Linked DNA regions of Mus musculus: all the other regions are linked to region 4. The links are chromatin contacts, called in public promoter capture Hi-C maps. All regions are on one chromosome and are shown on one strand. Each heading gives the region's core, a stretch centred on a gene start, on an enhancer-like site or on the middle of the called end of the contact. The rest is flanking DNA. Distances are from core to core; before and after follow the strand shown.

Evidence for each region. Promoter capture Hi-C pulls out the DNA fragments that hold promoters and counts their contacts.
Region 1: a contact with region 4 is called in a promoter capture Hi-C map of liver, with 3 times the contacts expected there. The contact joins the promoter of Myo1e here to the promoter of Mns1 in region 4. A contact is called at or near these places in 2 of 39 promoter capture datasets (liver and pre-B cells).
Region 2: a contact with region 4 is called in a promoter capture Hi-C map of erythroid cells, with 19 times the contacts expected there. The contact joins the promoter of Ccnb2 here to the promoter of Mns1 in region 4. A contact is called at or near these places in 2 of 39 promoter capture datasets (erythroid cells and pre-B cells).
Region 3: a promoter capture Hi-C map of erythroid cells shows a contact between it and region 4, with 34 times the contacts expected there. The contact joins the promoter of Bnip2 here to the promoter of Mns1 in region 4. A contact is called at or near these places in 5 of 39 promoter capture datasets (erythroid cells, hippocampal neurons, liver and 1 more).

Annotation. Positions count from the first base shown.
Region 1 is chr9:70,205,113-70,209,535 of GRCm38.p6, reverse strand. It overlaps Myo1e (myosin IE), which reads right to left and starts at 2,186. Exons shown (of 28, transcript NM_181072.3): 1 at 1,833-2,186. The coding sequence starts at 1,835. The region is part of intron 1 of Gm26849 (a long non-coding RNA gene); the gene reads left to right.
Region 2 is chr9:70,419,407-70,423,335 of GRCm38.p6, reverse strand. Ccnb2 (cyclin B2) reads left to right here and starts at 1,782. Exons shown (of 9, transcript NM_007630.2): 1 at 1,782-1,919. The coding sequence starts at 1,896.
Region 3 is chr9:69,987,738-69,991,683 of GRCm38.p6, reverse strand. Bnip2 (BCL2/adenovirus E1B interacting protein 2) reads right to left here and starts at 2,218. Exons shown (of 11, transcript NM_016787.4): 1 at 1,995-2,218.
Region 4 is chr9:72,437,092-72,441,670 of GRCm38.p6, reverse strand. It overlaps Mns1 (meiosis-specific nuclear structural protein 1), which reads right to left and starts at 3,142. Exons shown (of 10, transcript NM_008613.3): 1 at 2,992-3,142; 2 at 2,210-2,431. The coding sequence starts at 2,994.

The DNA.
Region 1 (4,423 bases), core at 937-3,436, 2.2 Mb after region 4:
ATATCTGATGCACAGATAGCCTCCTAGTGGCCCACAACATGCCCATCTGTGCTGTTGGCAGGGAACCCAGGAGGAGGTGACTACACCCTGTCTACCCTGATAAATCAACCAAGAAAGGGACTCTAAGACACACCTCCACATCTGATGGACCAAATAAACTACCCCAACTGCAAGGAGCCAAATTGAGCGTGTTTTCCCACGTCTCTGGAAAGGGCATCACAGGCTAATTTAGGGTCTACGCAGCCAAAAAAAAGTGAGTTTAACAAAGGATTTTTCTCAAGGTAGCACTTAAGCAATTACATACAGTAAAATTCTTTAAGTCCTTGGCCATAAACACATTGATTTTGGGTTTTTTTTAGAAATATTGAACCACGGAAAGTAATTACAGCAATTCTTAGGCACCAGGACTATCACTGTTCAAGTTCAAGCGGTCAGAGGCTGGAGAAACTCCACCCATGAGGCACACCATGAGGGTGGACTGACTTCTGAAACCTCGAAACTGGCGGGGGAAGCTTATTTATAAATGAAGTATTCTCTCTCAGGGGCAAAGGTGACATAATTTTGAACTATGTGGAAAGTAAAAGCTTGGGGCCAGGATGCCCTTTAAAGGTTTCGTTTGTTTTTAAAATCATTCTTTTGAATAAACAGCGCGGGGGGGCAAGGACTGTTTGTGAACTGAATGTGGGTTCTACCCGGGCGTGCGCTGCGGATGCTTGGCGCTGGGGATCTGGGATACAGATTTCTCAAGCCAGCGCTATGCTAGGCATCTTTTTTAGTAAGCTTCACCCTCACCGCCAGTAAACAATGAGAAAGCCAGGAGGACAAGCTCCTCCACCACGAAGCAAGTGTGGAAACTTTGAAGCCTTCTAAAACCTTTTAAAAGTTTTTTTTTTAAGTTTTTAAAGTCCCCCCCCTTTCGGTCCGGGTGGCTGGCAATGTCTCTAAAATTCAATCTTTGTTTTTGTCCTTCAGTAGGAAAGCCACACCACGGCAAAGCCCAGGGGATGTGGCTAAGGTTATTTGGGATTGAGAGAGGAGGGTGGCTGGGCTGGGGACTTAGTCTCAAATGAGTTACAGAGAGGCTGTCCAACCCAGACACTCCCCCAAGTACCAAGTGGGAAAGAACAAAACCAGGAACGATCTCCGAGAGGGTGGCGGTCCTCTCGAGCTGGGGACCGGGTGGGGCCCTCCTCAGGAGGTGTTTACCCTACACAGGGACCCTACAGGCCTGGGCTCCCGGCCAGTTTGGCTGCCGCTGCGCGCTGTCGTCAGAGTCCCTGCAGCCCGGGCCACCGCCAGGTGCTCCGCAGTACCTGGCGCCCCTGCCTGCCTTTGTGCAGCGCTCGGCCCATCACCAGCGCAGGCGGGGCTGCCTAGGTCCTCCCCAATGCCAGGAGAACAACTGCGGGATCAGCCTGCCAGGGAGCTCACGCCAGTGCCTGCCCAGGGGAGAGGACCCGAGGGACACAGGCGTGCCCCTCACCTTCTCTAGAGGAGAAAAAAGTCTCCGGTCCCACGGCTGTGCCGGTGAAAACAGACGTGCCCACTCTCAAGCTTCAGACAGCTGGCAGCCACAACAACATTGGCACCAAAACTTTCGCGGCGCAGAAAGTCACTCCAGAGAGTTTTTCTTGTCCCTCCTCTCTCCCTCTTCCCGTTTAAGACCCGGTTTACAGCAAACAGCAGGAAATCAGCGCTCCAGAAGTGCACACTCCCGCGTCCACCTTCTCCACCCCCTGGCCTGGGCAGCTTGCCCAAGGTAGGTGCCCGCTCCGGGGCTTCCTGCCCCATCCCAGGGTCAGGCGTCCTGGGACGCGGCGCAGCCAACTCACCATGGTGACTCCCGCCGCGGTCGCGCCTCCGCCGGGTCCCGCTGCCTAGGCACTGAGGCTGGAACGCGGTCTCCTGGGCGAACTTCAAAAGTTGGTTCCCTTCGCCAAAAAACAAGCTCCCGACACCCAAGCACTCACAGGAGCCAATGGAAATCCAAGAGGGACTCCATCCAGGCGGGATCCGAAACGCTAGGTGAAGGCAAAACTTAGCAGACCCGGTGCACACTCAGACCTGGCGATCCCCAACTGTCTAGAGATGCACCCTGATGCGCTCTGCGGGATTGCTTGTCCAACTGCTTTGCCTGGACCCGCTTTCTCTTAACACTTAATCCGAACTCTTCTCTGGCTCAGGCTGGGCTCGGGCCGGGCAATCTGTCCATAAATGGAGAATTCAGCACAGGCCTGACCAATCAGAATTTGTTTTCGCAGCGTCACTCCTCAGGGAAGCCGAGGTAGCCAACAAGCGTGAACTACAAGAGTTTACAAAGGCCTCTGGATCCTGTAGTCCTGCGGCCTCGCTACCCCGCAGAGCGCGCCGCTGTCCTAGCCGTCCCCAGGGAGCCACCCCCAAACCGAAGGGATGAAAACACTTGGGGAGGTTAGGAAACCGCGCTCCTGTCGCTTCTCTTTACGGAGAAACTTAGCATCGACTTAGCTCCCACTCACAAGTCGCATGATTTTCCTAGATTCTTTTTTTTAAAGAAATATTTTTAACTGCTTAAAAGATCACAAAGTCGCAGCTCAAAGGAAATCCTTTTTCTTTTCTTCTCTCTCTCTTTCTCTCTTTCTCTCTTTTTTTTTTCTTTCTGGATTGTGAGGGAAGTCGAAAATACTTCCTCCACCCGTCTTTTGTACCTGAATTAATTTCCTTGGGAAGGGAGAGGAAGGGAGGGAGGGAGGGGGGGGAGAGAGAGAGAGAGAGAGAGAGAGGGAGAGAGAGAGAGAGAGAGAGAGAGAGAGAGAGAGAGAGAGAGAGAGAGAGGAGGAAGGAGAAGGAGAAGGAGAAGGAGAAGGAGAAGGAGAAGGAGAAGGAGAAGGAGAAGGAGAAGGAGAAGGAGAAGGAGAAGGAGAAGGAGAAGGAGAAGGAGAAGGAGAAGGAGAAGGAGAAGAAGAAGAAGAAGAAGAAGAAGAAGAAGAAGAAGAAGAAGAAGAAGAAGAAGAAGAAGAAGAAGAAGAAGAAGAAGAAGAAGAAGAAAAGAGAGAGACAGAGACCTTGGTCCTCGCGGTGTCCGGTTTCAGGAAGCCAGGTAGCCTAGGAGAGAGGGGAACGGGGATTCCTAAAACAGTATTAGGGAGTCTGACTCCTGGTGAAAGGGAAGACTGAGGAAGTAAACTCGCAGGGCCTCTGCGGGGCTGCGCTCCCAGGATCTGAGGAAGAAGAGTTCAGGAAGAAAAGAGCACAGAAAATCTTGAGATTCGGTCGTCCCCATTCACGTGAACCTAGGATCCTAGAGTTGCAACGGATAGTAAAAAATCAAATCATCTTGGCTAGGACGAGTTTTGCTCTTTGTTTTAATGTGGTGCATACCTTCAGAGGACTATGGCCAAACCAGGAAAAGGAGCGAATGCTGATACACCCTGCAACAGAGAAGGACCCAGGAAACCTAATTATGTGAAAGAGGTTGAGGTCAAAGTTCAGGAGGAACAATTCCGTGTGTTACAGTGGTGGGTAGGAAATGCTGCAGAGAGTAGTAGATCTTGGTTGGCTGCTCGGGACAGGTGTGGTGTGTAGAGGGACAGCTGATGGAACAAAGGGGCTTTGTCTTGTGGGGAGTGGTCCAAGGATGTCCCCTAGGTACTGATGTTGGTAGTAAAGCTGACTATACCCAAAACCGCTGAATTGTGCGTTTTAGAGTAAGAATCTTCTGAATTACATCAATTTTTTAAAGGAGGGAGAGGCACACACACGCCTCTGAGCATGTGCGCAGATGCAGTTCAGAGGACGACTTGTGGGAACTGGTTCTCCCTCCACCATGTTGGTTCCCGGGTTGAACTCGGGTGGTTAGGTTTGGCAAGTGCCATTATCCACTGAGCCATCTCATACCAATTTGAAAGGAAGTCATGTTTGAATTTTTGTGACTATTCCCCCTGTCCGGGCAGCAAAGAACTGAATTCCTTCCACAGGAGATAGGCCAGACACAAGACGCACAACCGTGACACACCTTGCTGGCTTTATGATCTGGTAGGAAGACAACAAGAAATGGTTGGGGGTGGCTCACCTGGAGCTAGTGAGCCTATTTGCTTTGCCAGTGTGAGGACTAGAGTTAGATCCCTAAAACCAATGTGAAAAATATTAAGGTGTCGTGGGATGTTGGGGAGGCAGAGACAGGCAGGAAAGCTTAGGATTCCCTGTCCAAGCAGCCTAGCCTACTCCATGATTTCCACGTCAATAAGAAACTCTAATCTCAAAAACCAAAACAAAAAAGGCAGAGGCCTGAAGGGGTGGTTCAGTGGTTAAGACCACTGGCGGTTCTTGCAGGGGCTTGGGGTTCGATTTCTTATACCTACGTGCTGTTCACCATCCTTTGTCCATTTGTAATTCTGGAAGCTGAGGCAGGAGGATTGATTGCTTCAGCCCAGAAGGTCTAGCC
Region 2 (3,929 bases), core at 533-3,032, 2.0 Mb after region 4:
GCTAGCCATGCAGCTCATGGTAGACTCCCTTGGCCTCAGGAAGCCCTGGGTTCTGACAGTGCAATATACTAGTTGTAGTGCAGCTTGTAATCCCACTCAGGAGGTAGAGGCAGGAGGATTAGAAATTCAAGGTCGGGCTGGAGAGATGGCTCAGGGGTTAAGAGCACTGATTCCTTTTCCAGAGGTCCTCAGTTCAATTCCCAGCAACCACCTGGTGGCTTACAATCATTTGTAATGGAATCTAATGTCTGTCTGGTGTGTCTGATGACAGTACTCATATTACATAAAATAAATAAATCTTTTTTTAAAGTATTAAAAAAAAATTCAAGGTCATCCTCAACTACATAGAAAGCTGTAAACCGGCCTAGAACACATGCGACCATGTTGTGAAGTCCATTCACCACAGTAACCTGAAGTACAGCCAATGGCTTTGTTAAAGTTAAAGTTCAGTTAGAGAATAGGTCTGAGTTGCCAAATTGGTGCTGAAATCATGAGTTTAAGAGGTCCTCCTGCCATTTCTGAGTTCAAGGCCAGCCTGGTCTACAGAGTGAGTTCCAGGACTGCCAGGGCTATACAAAGAAACCCTGTCTCAGGAAAAAAAAAAATCCTCCTGCCTTAGCCTCCCAAGTAACTGGAATTATTACAAGCATGTGCTAATAGTACAAACTGCAGAGCACATTTTCTTCCCCAATCCAAACCAAAGCTTCCCAAGAAAGAGAAAGCTATGCGTAACCTCTGTGATTGTAAGGATGATGGACCAAGAGTCAGCAGCCACAGAACTTTCATTTCCTTTAGCAGGTACTTGAGAGAACTTAATGGGATATAAATAGTTATTTCTGCTCCTTTGGTTTCCAATATCCATGTGTAATTTAGGTCGAGGGGTAGTACTGCCACCTTGTCTTTTCAGGTGGGAGTGTTGGACAACACTGGTTCTTCCTTTAGACTCAGATTGGAAATGTCAGATTTGGGCGAAGGGGGAGGGAGCATTTATTATTTCCCAATAGAAGGGACTTGAACAAGACTGATGGGGTAGCCTGATCTCAAGTCGTTCTGCTGGCACTGCACCATTTTCTGTGTTGTTACCTAGTCTTTTCCCCAGGGTAATATTCTGGTTTTGTTTTTTGTTTTTGTTTTTGTTTTCTGTCTTGTCTCTCACTGTTCACAACTTGGGATACTCATTATTTTTCTTTTGAAATCTTGTGCACATCACACCGTCATTTGACAAATAGTTTCTGAGTTCTACTGTATTGTGCTGGAAGTCACACAAATCACGTCTAGTTTGAATTATGACTCTGCTGGGGATCTGTTTTAGGAAGACCACATACAGTACACATCCGAGTCACAATCATCTTGTAGCCCTGAACGACCTGGAGACGATGGCTTCATTTGCCAGACCATTCCAATCCAAATTCCCAGGTAGACGTTTCCGGAAGAGGAAGTAAGGTCAGAAGTAGCATTTCCAGGAAGTTCTCTGGAACCCACTTCTACCTAACCCAGAACAAACTTTTAAAGACATATGTCCTTAGGTGATGGCTCCCCACTCCTACCCCTAAAATTAAGACAATCTTTTCCAGTAGGAGGAAAAATTATTTTATTTAATATCAGGGACTAGAATTTGAAAATAAGACTGTAGACAAGGAAACAACAAAGCCTGGTGGCCTCGCTGGTTGCTATGACAAGCAAATACAAGCCAGCCAATCAACGTGCAGAAAGGCCTTCCAGTCTAGCCAATGGGTTGCGCGCGCCCTGCGTGCGTCTACCCAATAGTGCGTCAGCGGCGCGGTATTTGAATCGCGGACCGGGCGGTGGACGCGGAGCGGCGGGGCCCTGACCCTCCCAACGGTGTCGCAGACCGGAGTGGCTGTGCCTCGTCCGCACTTGCCAGGGCGGCCCTCATGGCGCTGCTCCGACGCCCGACGGTGAGTGCGCCGGGGCTACGGTGCCCTGTCCTGCCGGGTAGCCCGGGAGGCTGCCGGAGAGGCCCTGGCAGAGCTAAAGCGGTCCAGAGGCCCGGCCTGGGGTCTTCATTCCTGTTACCACTCAGGGCTGTGCTGCGCTGGGGATGAGGACCGGGAGGAACCGGGAAGCCGCCCAGTGCCATTTCTCTACTTTTCACATTTTTCAGTTTGCTTCGTGTGAGCTTCCCATTCGCGTCTTCATACTGCCTTCCTGGCCAAGGTCATTAAAGTGTGGTTTTGTCCTCTTAAAAAAAAAAAAAAACAGAAATAACAAAATGAAAACAAATACCCACCTAAGTGCTGGGCGGTGGTGGTGCACGCCTTTAATCCCAGCACTTGGGAGGCAGAGGCAGGCGGATTTCTGAGTTCGAGGCCAGCCTGGTCTACAGAGTGAGTTCCAGGACAGCCAGGGCTATTCAAAGAAACCCTGTCTCGAAAAAAGCAAAAAACAAAAAACAAAAACACCCAAGTGTAAGAGGAAACGTACAAAACTTGGATCCTAGGATGGCAGACAGTTGGGCAAAAGGCCAAATTCCTTTAATTACCTTTTTGAGAATGAAAGTATTACTGACTTTTAGGCTTTAATTGTACTAGGGTCGGTCTACTTTAGTTGAAAACAAGAGGGCCCCCGACACAGCTGCTGCCATTGTCCTGGCTAGTTAAAAGCCTCCAATTCCTCTTCCCAGTGAATTCAGGGGTACCCCTCATTACCAGGCTTTAACTCATAAGAAATTGAACTTTCAAACTCATTTTGAATTTAGCCGTGGGAAGCTAGCAGTAAAGACCGAACAGCTTAGATTTGGGGATCAGAATCCTAAACAATGAGGAACATACAGTCAGGGTTCATGTCTTGTAGCTCTAACTGCCACTAACAAGTTAATTTTTGTCTAATTTGTTCTTTCAAATTATTTAACAGTTAAAGTCTTGTGTAGGGATGGGGTACAGTTTATCTGGTCTATCCTACACAGGTCATCTTAAAAAAAAACAAAAAAACCCCAACCTTTGGAGAGGTTTTTTTGTTTGTTTTGTAGGATTAGTTCCCCCCCTCCCCCAACACTCAGAAAGTTAAATATTTTTTTCTCATGGAATACTTGTTATTGTACCACACTGTAAACTTTGGGGTATGAATAGCAAGCCTTGTTTCTTAACTGTATTCAAGATGAAGGCAATTAATTTCAAGTAACACTATTTTTTTTTTTTTTCGTTTTCATTCAAGTCTGACTCTCCCAATACTTGAGAGGTAAAATGACTTCCCCATCCTGTTGTCATTGGGAATGTCCTTAATTTGAGTCTATGCTATAGGAAGCTGTTTCTGAAGGGCTTTCCTTGGAAGTGCTATTTCTTATTCTTTGGTTGGCGTTATAACCCAAGCTGGTGTGAAGTCTGAAACATGGAGTTTTAAACAGCTGGGCTATCATTAACTATTGGTATCAAAGCTCTTTATCATTGCAGCTATACTGTGTGAATGGAAGTTTCTAAGAGAACCGACAGGGATCTCTTAACAGCAGACGCAGGTTACTTATAAGAAGTAATCATTTAGGTGGGAGGCTTTGGTGTCGCTTGAAAACTGCTTGAATATGCAAAACAATTTATAAGATCAGTAAAAAGATCTTTGTTTTATTGGTAAGGCAGTGGGTGTTTGCCTAATGGAGAGTGATATTTCAAATAGCATTTTTAGATTTCTTTAAATGTACCTTTTCCCATAAAAAATAATTAAATTTAAAGACAAAAACCAAAACCTAACTCTGCAAGTTTGAGGCCAGCCTGGTCTCCAGAGCGACTTCCAGGATAGCCTTGTCTCCAGAATGAGTTCCAGGACAGCCAGGGCTATAGAGAAACCCTGTCTTGAAAAACCAAACAAATTAAGCTTTTGTTTGAAGTGCATAAATAGAGTACATCATGTGTGCAGTCCGTTCATGGGCCAGAAGAGTATGTCAGATCCCCTGGAATGGAGCTACAGTTTGTAAGCTG
Region 3 (3,946 bases), core at 969-3,468, 2.4 Mb after region 4:
ACCTGATCTCAAACAGTCTGCTTGTTAGAAGCTGGTTATAATGCCAAGTCAGGACTATCTGTGATATTGCTTGCTTGCTTGCTTGCTTCGTAGGATGTAATCTTAGCATAAGACCTTGAATACTGCCAGCCGAAGCCACTCTTGGTCTAGAAACATAGCCTTTTGTTCTCAGATGTCCCCTTCTCTCATCGCTACAGAGAGAACAATCAGGACCACTGCCCCAAAGAGTATTTCACCTTTACTTCTCTACCCATTAAAAACTAATGAGTAGTTAGAGCGTCAGTGCCCAACAGGTGTGAGTGTCGTGGTTTGTATATTCTTGGACCAGGGAGTGGCACCATTTGGAGGTGTGGCCTTGTTGGAATAGGTGTGTCACTGTGGGTGTGGTCTTAAGACCCTCACCCTAGTTGCCTGGGAAGTCTTCTACTAGCAGCCTTTGGAATGAAGATGTAGAACTCTCAGTTCTGCCTGTGCCATGTCTGCCTGGATACTGTCATGCTCCCACCTTGATGATAATGTACTGAACCTCTGGACCTGTAAGCCAGCCCCAATTAAAATGTTGTTTTTTTATAAGACTTGCCTTGGTCATGGTGTCTGTTCACAGCAGTAAACCCCAAACTAAGACAGTGAGGTCGAATGCAATGTCATTAGCCATTTAGCTTAGACAAGAGGCAAAAGACAGACCCTATGTCCTGATCCCCAGATCTATAACAAACCTGTCTGTAAAACCAAATGTGGTTATACTTAAGGGTGAAAGGTCCTGCGATGCCTAAAGATGTAAGTATGTTGGTTTATGGTAATTCAGTCCCTACGCTATGCACATGTCACATTTCCTAGTCCAGCAAGTTAGAAAAGACCTAAGAATGGCATTGAGAGATAGAGATTGATTAAGAACCAAGCCAAAAAAATAATGTGCGAGGCAACCAAACATTGGTAACTTCATGTATGGGTAACTAAACTAGATAACTTCAACTCTAACTTTGAAGGAACACCCACTCATGAATTACAGAGTTTCTACAAGTGAAGGCTAGAGGAGTGGGTCAGTAGTTAAGCATGCTTGCTGCTCTTCACAGGAGCCTATTTCGGTTCCCACCACAACAGCCTATAATGCTAGCAGCTCCAGGGGTTCCGATGCCCTCTGCAGTCGCCTATACCACATGACAAGACACATTAAAAAAAAAAAACCTTTGAGAAAAAAAACCCTCTACAATTAAAGGATTCTAATAAATCATAAGAAAACGTGCATTTCATTGAAGATGGGAATTCAAGTATAAGGGAAAACATCCTAATTAAAAGTGACGCAAAAGAAAGCAATACTAAGATGCAATTGCAGATGAAAGGCACTTTTATAGAAATACTTTGATAAACACTGCAAAAGTTGTGTCCTCATAGAGTTCCTAGGACAAAGGAAGTTTCGAAGTAACGTAATATAGATCCAAATAAGTTTCTGCTTGAACGTGAACAGACTTAGGAAGAATTCTCCAGTGGCATCGCATGCATACAGCAATCCAAAGCATCCTAGCCGGTATTTAAATGAAGAGGTTAAGTGTCTGAGAACAGCCAAGGATCAGGCATTGACGTACACACCCTACAATAGGATATCACACTCAGGAAGGTTCAAGAGAGCCCTGATGACTTATAGGATGCTGTCTGTGTATGCTGTCTGCGTCCATCCCCCCGAGGCTATGGGGTGCACTACACGCCCAAGTTTCTTTGTTCTGCTCTGGACTGACGCCGGTTAGGAACACGGAACAAACGAGGCTAGGGGAAGCCAGGAACCGGGAGGTTCCGCTCCAGGCTTTCGGGCCACAGACGGAAAAAGGAAGGGGGCGAGAGCCTGGCACCAGCGTCCGAGGCAGGGCGGGGCCCGGCAGCGCTCGGACCCGGAACGCGAACGCGCCAGTCCACGGCCGCCACCCCCGCCTGGCCTGGCCGATCCTCCCGCAGCCCTCCGGCTGTGCCGTAGCCCGGCCCGCTACCCAAGCCGTGCTCACCCCGGAGGAAGCCGCGGCCCCCTCGTCCTCTTTGCCCCTCCAGGCCGGCGACGTGGGGCTGACGGCCAGGTCGCAGAAAGCGGCGCCGGGCAGAGCCCGCTGCCCTTGGTCGGCTGTGGAGACGGGGCCCAGCTTTTCCCGGACGATCTTAGTTGCAGTCCGGGCGGCTGCAGCTGACCCGGATTCAGTGCGTACGCCCCGGCGGAAGTGACCACCTCCGGACCGGCGCCGGGCGCGGCCGAGGGAGGAAGCGGGGGCGGGGCGTTTTCCTAAAATCCTCGGCGGGCTTCCTCTCTGCGCATGCGCAGCCGTGAGCCCTTCTGTCCCGGGCCAGCTAAGGCTTTGGCTTGCTGCTGGCGAGGGAGGAGGAGGGCGCAGCTTTCTAAGGCTCACGCACTTAACGTTACTGTAGGGACCTAACCTCGCTGTCTTGAAAGAGCTATTCGTTTCTCTCTGTTTTCCTTTACTTGACATTATATTAACTATATTACAGAGTGAATGAAAAGGGGGTGAAAAATAGTCGATGTCTTATGTACGATAGCCAGGTCCTAGAAGAATCTACTTTGATAGAATTTTCCGACGTGAATAGTTTTTCTCTCCAGTAATGCTTCTGAGAGAGTAATAAGTACCCCACCCCTCTCCTCCCCAGACTCCTCTCCTGTGTTCCGAGTTGGCCTTGAATTCCTTCCAGTGTATCTGAAATAACCTTGAAAACTAATTTTCCTGCCCCAGTCTCCAGAGAGCTGAGATTATCTACATGATTGTTACCACATTGTGGTAGAGATAGAGACAACTTAGGGCTTCCTGACTGCTGCTAGGTAGGCACTCTATTATCTGAACTTTCCGTTCCCACCATGTGGTTGCTGGGATTTGAACTCCGGACCTTCCGAAGGTCCCGAGATCATAGGAAATTTCATTACGATTCACGACTGTAGCAATATTACTGTTCTGAAGTTGCAACGGAGTAATTTTGTGGTTGGGGGTCTCCACAACATGAGGAACTGTACTAAAGGGTCCCAGCTTTAGGAAAGTTTAGAACTATTGCTTTAAAACATGCTTTTCCCAGTTATTTGTGGGTCCTATCTTGATGACGTAGAAAAAATGAAAATAAAAGTGAAGTCAGTAAATGTAAAATATTTTATTATCACAGTCAACAGTCCTAAAATTGGCTGTCGTAAAAAAAAAAAATCCTCAAAAAGGGGGAGGAGGGGATAAGAGGTTTGTGGAGAGGAAACTGGGAAGGGGATAACATTTGAAATGTCAATAAATAAAATAACCAATAAAAAATTCTCAAAAGATCTCAACTTCTGTACTTTTCTGTGTGGGCCATTAACAATTTTTTTGAATGGCTTCCGTCTATGAGCTGTCCTTTTAAGCAGCTTCAAGGGGCTGTTATTTTGGAGGGCAAGGTCATCCCTCTTAGAAGTTGAACGTGCTCAACCTGTCCAGAGAGCTAGTAGGTAACTATTTGGGCAAGCCTATTACTCCTAAAAGGAATGGTGAAGTCAAAACTATTTTAAATGGATCCAAAACACAGTTCTTTAGAGATACAGTTTAGATTTGTTCTCTGTTGGCAGAGAGTTAAGAGCTCTGTGACTTACCTATAAAATGGAGAAAAAAATAATGCCCGCCTCATGGGGCTTTTGAGACAGAACAGTACATGTATCTGAGATGGGCGCTTGGAATGTTGCTATCATCTGTGTTAGTATTATTTCCCCTAGCAATTTTCTTAATTGCTGGAGGGGGAAACATGACAAACAGATCCACAAAGTTTTAGTTAAACCACTTGGCCACAGGAAGCATTTTCTCTCCAGTTACAGATTTTTCCGGAGTTCCAATTTGTATTTTAGTTCTGCAGTGTGCAGAGTTCCCCACACGGTGGCAGAAAATCGTTTGCAATCATGCCAGAGAGTGAGGTTTTTGTGGTCTTGAGTTTCCTCATTTTAGTAACA
Region 4 (4,579 bases), core at 1,893-4,392:
AAGAATTGGCTGTTTTGGTAACTCTCAGCCTCTTTGTTCTACCAAGCTTTCAACTGGCAGAATGAGGTCCTCCCTCATGCGGAGGGTAAACTGCTCACTCAGCCTGACTTGGTGTCACTCTTATCTGAAAACACCCAGAAAAGGTTAGCTCAGGGCCCGATCAAGCCAACAGAAGGCAAGAAAGTTATCAAAGATCAGAGGCTGTTTTGTCAAAAGAGCACAGAAGCAGCACAGGAGGACCCACTGGCCAAGGACAGAATGATTGGAGGATCAAAGAAATACCAGGCCCCTGATAAGATGGCTGGGGGAGGGGGGAGGTTTCGAGGCGGGGAAGGGAGGGGAGGGTGGAGGCAAGTGTGCCCAAGACTTGGACTCAATCCCCAGGACCAGCATGATAGGAGGAGGAAATGGGACCCCTGCTAATGGTCCTCTTCCCCACTACACAAGGGTGGGGGGGGGGAAGAGAGGGGGGAGGAGGAATTACTTTCTTAACTTGTCCTCAAGACAGTAAATAACAGAGGCTAGGGCTGTAGCTTAGTGGTAGAGTGCTTGCCTTTGCGTGCATGACGTCCTAGGTTCAATCCCCAGTACTGTCAGGGAAAAAACTGCAATTATACATGAATTCTTGAGTTCTGATCTCATAAAGATATTTCATGATCTGTTTTAAAAAATACTTATTTTAATGTGTATTGGTGTTATTCCTGCATTTGTGTATATGCACCATGTGTGTGCCTAGTGCCCACAGAGACCAGAAGAGGGTGTGGTAACCCCTGGAAAGAGAGTTACAGACAGCCCCGTGGGTGCTGAGAACTGTACCTGGGTCCTCTGCAAAAGTAACAAGTGCTATTAACTGATGAGCCATTGCTCCCGCCCCATAAAGATATTTAAAAAAAAAAAAAGACATATTTTTAAAGAGAAAATAAAAAATCAAAGAGGACAAAACTTTAAAATAATCCCAACATATGCAGAAACAAGTTCATTAAAAAAGTCACTATTTCCTCCCCAGTATAAGATGAACTGCAATCTAATCAAGTCTTCCTGGCTAACTGCCTTTTGAGACTATGGGAAAGATAAAGGCACACACCAAAGAAACCAGACAGATATAAAACCACACGCATCTAGAAGATAACAGGCCTGATATCTTCATTAGGTTAAACACAGGAAGTTAATAAAGGATGCATCGATGAAGTTCATATTAACAAAACATTGGCCATAAAAACTATATACGCTGTATGAACCTTGCCTGGTCCTGATTAAAAGAAGCCAACGCTAAGGACAGATTTCAGCATAGTACAGAATTTTGCTTAGAGGCATCTATCATGAGAAGATGACATCAGAACAACACTCGAAAGAAAACATCCCCACTTCATCAGATAGACCAATGGTTGCTAGGCAGAGTTAGGGTATATGGGAGTTTCCTTAAAGACATAATAAGAATAAAAAGATGGGAGGCCAGGGTTTTCCTGTTCAGAATTAAAGGGTCAGGTCTATGCTACTGGAACTTAGGACAGAAGGAAGCCGACACACTTTTAAGCCTTTCTTTTGCTATTTCCAGATCCACCCTCAAAATCCTGGACATAACCGCACGCTAGTGCTCAAAACACAACAAAACAGGGGACGTTCTTTTCACACTTAGGAGAAAATTCACTTGTCTCACTTCCTGTCTGTTTCCTCTTCTACTGCAATCTCCTAAAAAATATTTAGAAATACTCATGATAGATTTAGCCAGCAGAGCAGGATGTAAACACACGCATTCAATAACTGAATTCTTCAAAAATTAAAAATATGAGTAAGTGTACATCTCACACATATGTCCATCTCCTACCACTTTAATAGTGTCTATGTTTAACGTCATGAATTTTTAGAAAGGAAGGAATTTCTTAAATTTCTTATTAGAAATGTAGAGAAGGCAACACGGTTGCACTCACATAAACAAAACTGTGATGTTAACAATTACGGATTTCATGCTTATGTTTAAAAACAAAAATGGATATTCTTGCCAAATGCTATTCTAAAGTCTTTCGATTTGCTCGTTGTTAAAAGCATGCAAACTGACCAACTGACACCACGTTCTTCAGCTAAAATAACCAGGACTCCAAAGGATTCAGTCAGTTCCCAGCTCTCTGTATTTCCTCAACTCCAGGCAGGGCTGACAGCCATCTTTCACCTTTTCCAAGGAAAGAAAACTAACAAGGACATTGCAACTTACTTTTTGGATGGCTTCTTCCATGTCGAGCTCAAACTGCTCATTCTGCAGCACTCTGAGGAACCTCTGGCGTTCCACCTTCTCGTCGTTTTCATTTTGCACCACTTGGTTCTTGGCTTGCCTCTCTAACTTATTCATGACTTGTATGTTCAATGATTTGCGGAATTTTTCATCTACTAACTTCTGATGCTTTTCACTAAAGCTCAAAGCTCTCTTTTTGGTCGCCTACAAGTGCGAGGGGGAAAGGGAAATACACAGAATTCAATATTCTTCTTTCAAAAAGATACTGCTGAAAATCCCTATAATAAACACTATAAAATAGGTAACAGTATAAAAGGTCTTTGGCTTTAATTCAGGATATACTAATTAATATTTAAATATGATAATGTAAACTTAACGGCGTACTGATTGAGTACTACTAATAGTCCCTGTTTTGTAGTGGAAGCAGGAAAAGTTAAATTAAAATTCAACAGCGTCAGTGAGTGCGATGCGGATGCTCTCCAGCTGCAGCTTTACCACCAGAGAGTTGCCTTTCCCCCCACCCACAACAGAGCAGATTTAAAGATGTATCTATTTCGATGAGAGGGGGAAAGGTGCAGAAATGCCTGGAGTGTTCCTGGAAAAAAAAAAAAAAAAAAACCCAGAACCTTCTAGTAAGCAAATCGAAGTTTCTCACTGACCTCTCGGATTACGCACTTCAAATTGTATTTCAGAGAGCTCAAGACTACAAATAAACAGTTTGAAAGTCCCTGACCGACCCTTCCCCCGGCCTCCGAGCTGCTTACCATCTCGGTTGGCTTTAAACCTCCTCCTCCGGCAGGATGGGTCTCTGCCTCAGTTGCAAACGCGTCTTCCGGAGCAGCAGCCACGGCAGCGGATACCTGTGCACGCTGGGTTAAGTTTAAGCTGTGTCCCGGCAACCGCCAAAAATGCACCGCCCGCCCAAGAGGGACGCGGCCTCCCATTGGCTGGCACAATATCCAATCAGCACGGAGAGTCTTCGTTGCCAGGCAGGAGCGCTCCTTCCATAGGACCAAGCCAAAAGCGCGAAGTTCGGACGCTTTGCCCTAGCGGGAGCCGTTTACATCCGAAGGGAGCTAATCTCTGCGGTCTGGAGCCCAGCTAAAGCCCCAAGGAACCCCAATAAGCTCGGACTTGTCACTGCAGTGGACTGAGGGATGGTGCCCCTCTACCATCCTCAGTCGGTAGCAAGTTGCCTAACGTGGGTGCTGGGCCCTCCAAAAGAGCAGCAGGGCCCCCTACCGAGCCATTGCTCCATCCCTGATACACTCATTTTAGAGATGAAATATTTTGAGAACTTAGAGACACGGACGAGACCTATTTACTTACCTGGAACAGAAGCCACTGGATCGCTAGCGGAGTGTGAGACTGGAGAGCACGTGAAAACGGAACGGAACAGGTGTGGATGCATACTTGCAATCCCAGTGCTCTCTAAGGCCAGGACCACGTGCCGAGGGATGGCACCACCCACTGTGGTCTAGACCCCCCCCCCCATATTCATTAGTAACAATAATGATAATAGTCACCGCACGCCTTTAATCCCAGCACTTGGCAGGCAGATTTCTGAGATCGAGGCCAGCCTGGTCTACAGAGCCAGGACAGCCAGGTCTATACAGAGAAACTCTGTCTCAAAAAAAACAAAAAACCAAAAATAAATCATATATGAAACTGACTGTGGGGCAAAGCATATAATGCAAAGCATTCTTGGACTTAGGATGCAGCTAACAATCCCTTGGAACTCTACTAAGAATGTGGTTTGTGTAACTTTAAATTTTAGCTAATACATTAAAACCAAAAATTGTGTCTTGTGGAATATCATGGAACATCCTGGTGCATTGTATAATATTTAAATCAGTAAACATCAAAATATTTCTTTAGGGTTAAACAATCTTTTCCTCTGTGTGGTTTTTTTTTGTAATGTACAGCATATTACCATCCTACACCCCCACCTGGCTGTGCACCCCTGTACTTCTGACTATATTTTGCTAACTGCAGTCTAGCCCTTCGCCATTTCCCCCTGCCCTAGCCCCTGTCATCACCAATCTGCTTACAGTTTCTGTGAAATCAACATTGTTAAAGACTCTACGTGTTTTCACAATCATACTTTATCTTTTTTTCTTAAGAACTTTTTGAGATTTAACTTTACGTAAATAAAGTGTCTATGCGCCATTATGTGCCTGATGCCCACAAAGACCAGAAGATGTTATCAGCTCCCCTAGAACTGGAGTTAGAAATTCCTGGAGGTAGGTTACTGGAGCTGTCATGTGGGTGCTGGTTCCCAAACTCCGGGTAATCTGCAGGAATAGGCGGCGCTCCAAACCGTTGAGCCATCTCCCCAGCCCCACTCTGGCA